2 separate regions of the Ovis aries genome follow, and region 1 is linked to region 2. The links are chromatin contacts, called in public Hi-C maps. All regions are on one chromosome and are shown on one strand. Each heading gives the region's core, a stretch centred on a gene start, on an enhancer-like site or on the middle of the called end of the contact. The rest is flanking DNA. Distances are from core to core; before and after follow the strand shown.

What was found. A called contact is a pair of places that touch in the nucleus more often than the background predicts.
Region 1: a Hi-C map of tail adipose tissue shows a contact between it and region 2, with 5 times the contacts expected there. The contact joins the promoter of RBPJL here to the enhancer-like site in region 2. A contact is called at or near these places in 7 of 16 Hi-C or Micro-C datasets (hypothalamus, liver, mesenteric adipose tissue and 3 more).

Annotation. Positions count from the first base shown.
Region 1 is chr13:73,551,960-73,554,659 of ARS-UI_Ramb_v3.0, forward strand. It overlaps RBPJL (recombination signal binding protein for immunoglobulin kappa J region like), which reads left to right and starts at 1,356. Exons shown (of 5, transcript XM_042230180.2): 1 at 1,356-1,638; 2 at 1,942-2,116. The coding sequence starts at 1,564.
Region 2 is chr13:73,378,706-73,381,405 of ARS-UI_Ramb_v3.0, forward strand. All of the region lies in intron 10 of STK4 (serine/threonine kinase 4), which reads left to right. Among named protein-coding and RNA genes, the nearest start is that of KCNS1, 46 kb to the right of the region's middle. Within about 2 kb of position 1,291, at least 5 of the 54 cell types and tissues checked have an H3K27ac peak or open chromatin away from gene starts, as enhancers often do.

The DNA.
Region 1 (2,700 bases), core at 106-2,605, 170 kb after region 2:
AAGAGAGATGAGTTCGACCCCTGGGTCCGGACGATCCCCTGGAGAAGGAAATGGCAGCTCAATTCAGTATTTTTTGGCCTGGAAAATTCCATGGACAGAGGAGCCTGGCGGATTACAGTGTATGGGGTCGCAAAGAGTGAGACATGACTGAGCACGCATATGCACGCTCACCACACACAGAACCTGGAGAGGACTCAGGGCTCCACTCTTAGCCAATCAGCAGCCTTTTTCCCTCAGTCACCATCAGCCCCGACTTTGATCTGTTACAGAACCACCCTGTGAATCTACAGTCCCCATTCACTCATTCACCCATTCATTCATTCTTTCATTCCACAACTGCCTACTTTGTGCTTATCATGCGTCAGGCTCTCTGGCACTGCTGGGCACCCAGCACACAGTTGGACAAGATAGATACGATGACTGCCTTTGTGGCATCTTTGCTCTAGTGTGAGAGAGACGGACAATAAACACCTCACAAATCAGTGAAGAAGATGCTCCCAGATGGTGATGAGAGCTAGAAGGGAAACAGAATAGGGCAAGGTGATAGAAACTGAGGGGCAGGGGTGTATTTAGCTAGCAAGGTCAAGATGGTAGGAAGGCCTTTTGAGGCCGTGAAATCTGAACTAAGACTTAAATGTGAAAATGGAGCCAGACATGAGAAAGTCTGGGGGGAGCATGTTTTAATTAGAAGCAATGAAAAATGCAAAGACCTTGACTCACTTGGTACTAACTTGGCCTGTTCCAGGCCAAAAGAAGTCAGGGTGGCTGGAATTAGAGAAGAGGGGTCATCATAGGAAGTGAAGTTGGAAAAGGGGCCAGATCATGTAAGTACTTTGAATTTAAACCACTGGAGGATTTTAAGATAAGCAACATACCTTAAAAAAAAAAAAGGCAAAACCCCATTTGGCTGTTGTGTGAAAAACAGGTCGAAGCGGTAGGGGTGGGAGCAGAGAGACCAATGGGAGGCTGATGCAGTGATCCAGACAAATTGATGGCAGTTGGGACAAAGATGGAGGTGGTCAGAAGTCAATGGATTCTGAATATGTTTTAAAGGTGGTGGATAGGACTTACTGATGGATTGAGTGAGGAATGTGAAAAAAAGAAAAGAAAGATTCGAGTATTAATGAGGTTCACAGTCGCGGAGAAACCTGGGGAGATGGAGGAGGAATCAAGGATTCCGTTGGCTTTCTGCTATCTTTGAGATGCCTCAAAGACAGGACGCTAAAGTGGAGATGGATATACGAGTCCGGCGCTTACATGTCTCCGCAGGTTCTTCTGCCCGCCGCCCTGTGTCTACCTCGCAGGTCCCGGCTGGAGGGTGAAGCCAGTGCCGGGCCAAGGTGAGGGCGGACTCCAGGGTGGCCGGGCGGCTCGGTTTATAAGGGGACCAGCCACTCACTCTGCAGGGCCCGGGAGCGGGGCGGTTCTCAGGCGCAGTCTCGCCGCGCCCTCTGGCGGCGAGAACTAAGCTTGCCTGGCTGACATCTGAGTGCTTCCAGAGCCCGCTCGCATCCCTTTGCAGCCCACCAGGCAGGGGAGACTGGGCCCCTGGTGTGCGGTTACATGGGACTAGACGGCGCGTCCGGCAGCGCCGCCGAGACGCAGAAGTTGAATTTCGAAGAGCAGCCCGACTCCAGGGTGAGAGCGCATGGCAGGAGGGGGGCGGTGTGTGTGTGGGGGGGGGGGGGGGGGCTGCGATTCCTTCTCCCATCCTCACTTCTCCCTTGGAGGGGACCGGAGAGGGGAGGGGGCTCCTTCAACTCCCCCTGCAGGAGCCAAAAGATAGGTGGGGATGCGGAGAGATCAGGTTGAGGCTGAGCCCAAGAGCTTGGACGTGTCATGTCACGTCCAACGGGGCGAGCGTCAGGTAACTGGGGGTGGTGGGCTCATCCCGGGACTTAGGGCTGCGATGAGACTACCCCGTCCCCGCGAACCCGGTAGGAATTCAGTTGCGCCAAGACTCTGTACATCTCGGACGCAGACAAGAGGAAGCACTTCCGACTGGTGTTGCGGCTCATGCTCCGAGGCGGCCGGGAGCTGGGCACCTTCCACAGCCGCCTCATCAAGGTCATCTCCAAGCCCTCGCAGAAGAAACAGTCGCTGAAAAACACCGACCGTGAGCGGGGGCGGGGCCTGGCCGCGGGGCGGGCTTGGGGAGGTGCCCCAGGTCTGCAAACGGCTTGATTTGGGAAGGGGGAGGGGGAGAGGCCTGGGAGTCTGAGCCGAAAGCGGGGCCCGGTCTGGATAAGTGGGTGTGGCTTAGGTATCCAATTTGAGGTTAAGGGTCCCCAAAATAGCTGGCAGATGCTGAACTAAAGACAAAATATAAAAAGGCAGAGGAAATTCAGTTAAAAATATTTATTCAGTGCCTGATGTGCCTTGCAAGTGTCTGTTCTGGAGGAACAGCCTAGCCTAGCAGGAGAGAGACACACATAGCTGATCAAAGAGACAGTTGGAGATAAGTACTGCCCTGGATGCCAAGTGATAAACCCCGGGGCTAATGGGTTTGACAATACAGGGGAAAAAAGCCTGAATGACAATAACACCATCACCCTCCCTGGAAGATGGAAGGGAGAAGCTGGGCCAAAGGGGCCTTTCTTGGCAGGCATGTACATTCATCACCCTGTTGGATGCTCATCCTTGTAAGGTGAGTGGTAGGTGAGGAAAATGAGACGCGGAACATCCATCCATTCGTTTAAG
Region 2 (2,700 bases), core at 41-2,540:
TCTCACCATTGGAATTCGATGCTAATGTTACTGAGATTTTAAGCTGACAGTGTAAGGAAGTGTTGACAGCATTGAGAAGATGATTCAGCGAGGAGAAAGCTGATCAATGGTAATTTATTGTATTGTAAAGACACAACTCATTGTGTGTTATTGATTGCTCTTGACATCCAAGTTTTTGGACAGGAAAAGTGTTAGATTTCACTTGCATTTAAATGTGAAATGGTGTCTGTTTCTAAGGAAATATATTATGCCTGTGGGTAGTAGGTGTTGATTTTGGTTGAGGTGGTTTGTGTGCCTGGGGTGTTTAGATCATACGGTCAGACCTTTAGGTTTCTAATCCTGACTTTACCATTTATTGAGTAGTTTGGGGCTAGTTTCCTCTCTCTGTGCCTCAGTTTCCTCACTGTAAAACGGAGATAATACTATTTCCTATAGGATAACTTTCATGTGGGAGTGAGAATTAAGCATGGTAATGTTTATAAAGTGCCTTCAACACAATAGGCATTTCATAAATGTTAACTTCCTTCTCTTTCCCTCCTCTCTCCCCTCCTTTCTTGAAACATCATCCATGGAGTAAATTTCAATGACCTAAACACCTTTCCCCAGTGATTTGCCACTGATTCTCATTATTAAATCAGAGATACATTCCCAAAGAAAACTTGTTCCCGAAGAGACTGATTTAAAACTGGTCTAAAAGAAAGGAGTCAGGATTTTTACCAAAAGTGATTACCCAAAGTGGTCATGAGTCACATTTTTAGAACATCCCAGTGCTTGCTAGCTTTCCCCTACTGCTCTATTCCATATGTTTTTTGCTTTGTACCCACCCCTATAACCCCTTTGTGCTGCTAAGTTGCTTCAGTCGTGTCCGAATCTGTGCGACTCCATAGTCAGCAGCCCACCAGGCTCCCCCGTCCCTGGGACTCTCTAGGCAAGAACACTGGAGTGGGTTGCCATTGCCTTCTCCAGTGCATGAAAGTGAAAAGTGAAAGTGAAGTCGCTCAGTTGTGTCCAACTCTTAGCGACCCCATGGACTGCAGCCTATCAGGCTCCTCCATCCATGGGATTTTCCAGGCAAGAGTACTGGAGTGGGGTGCCATTGCCTTCTCCGACCCCTTTGTACCCACCCCTATTAACATTACCGATCTTTTTCAAATCTTAAAGCACTCAGCTTCCACTGCAGTGCACACTTTCACCAGTAGATGTCACCGTCTCTCTGCTTGTGTGCACAGCTTCCTGGGTGGAAGAATTTCCTTATGATACAGAGAGGTTGCCAGCTGTGTCAAATTACTGATACCATTACTTCATCAGCCTGGAAGTTGGACATTATGTGAAGTGAGTTTCCTTGAAAATAGGGGTGCCTTGTAACTCTCCTAGACCAGGAGAATGAATAGCAAAGTATGTCAGAAAGAGGGTTGAATGGCCCTGGCTTTAGCTGGGAAGTAGGATGGGTGACTTTTCTCTTTCAGGCTTGTGTTTCAGGTTTGCAGTCTGTAAAACTCAAATATAATTCCACCTGTCCTGCTTTTCCTCCAGGGTTAGAGAAAGGATCACATGACTGTTGGTTGGGGTTTTTTGAATCACGTTTATTTTTAGAACAGTGATAGAATTCTATTAGCAGAGGATTGTAGGGTTGTTTATGTTTGCTTTTGGTTCATTGTATATTACTGTTAATGTTTCCTTTATTATTATTACTTTACTGTTTATCTTTGTAAAAAAAAAAAAAACTAGGTCTTTGAATAAGAACAGATAATCCAGAGAGAAGGCCAAAGGGGCAGTTAAGCCCAGACTTCTGGAATGCATCTGTTGCTCATAACGATAATATTATCATCACTTTTGTTAATACAACATGTAATACAGTTAAAGGTGCATTCATATTTTCCTCTTTAACTTGGCGATTCTTACAGGGTACCTCTGAGGGGGCAAGACGAGTTTTTTTAATCCCTTTTATAGTTTGAGTATCTGAAATCCAGACGCTAAAAGACAGCTTTCCTACTTAATGCCAAAATCAAGTCTCGAACCAAAACTCCCAAGTTGCTTCCTGCCTCTGTTTACTCTTGGGTATTTTCTTACAGGAAACACAAAACAAGCTGATTGTGAGCTCCAGTGACATGCATGCGTGCGTGCTCAGTCGTGTCTGACTCTTTGTGACCCCATGGACTGTAACCCACCAGGCTCCTTTGTCCTTAGAATTTTCCAGGCAAGAATACTGGAGTGGGGTGCCATTTTCTCCACCAGGGGATCTTCCCAACCTGGGGTCTGAACCTGCATCTCCTGTGTTGGCAGGCGGCTTCTTTACCCAATGACATAACTACGTACTTACTTAACTTTACAAAGCAGGTGAAAGAATCCTCTTTCAAATAGTACGTGATGGGGGTTCTAGTGACCAGGAAGAATGGTTTCAGATTTATCACATCTTACTGGGAATTTTGTAATATTAGAAGAGTATTTATTATTATTATTTTTTTTTTTAGAAGAGTATTTATTATTGACTTGAATTTTTTTCATGCTTATTCAGAGTGCATGCAGATTGACAGGCTTTGCATTTCCTTATTTACATAACTAATTCCCCTTGTCAGAACAGTGTGATTTTTACCTTCTTTTAATGTTCTTTATTATTTACTTTGTAACTGTGAGTGTTACAGTAATCTTGCTGTTGTTCAGGAACTGTCCTGCTAACTATAAAAAGACATTGTTATTGAG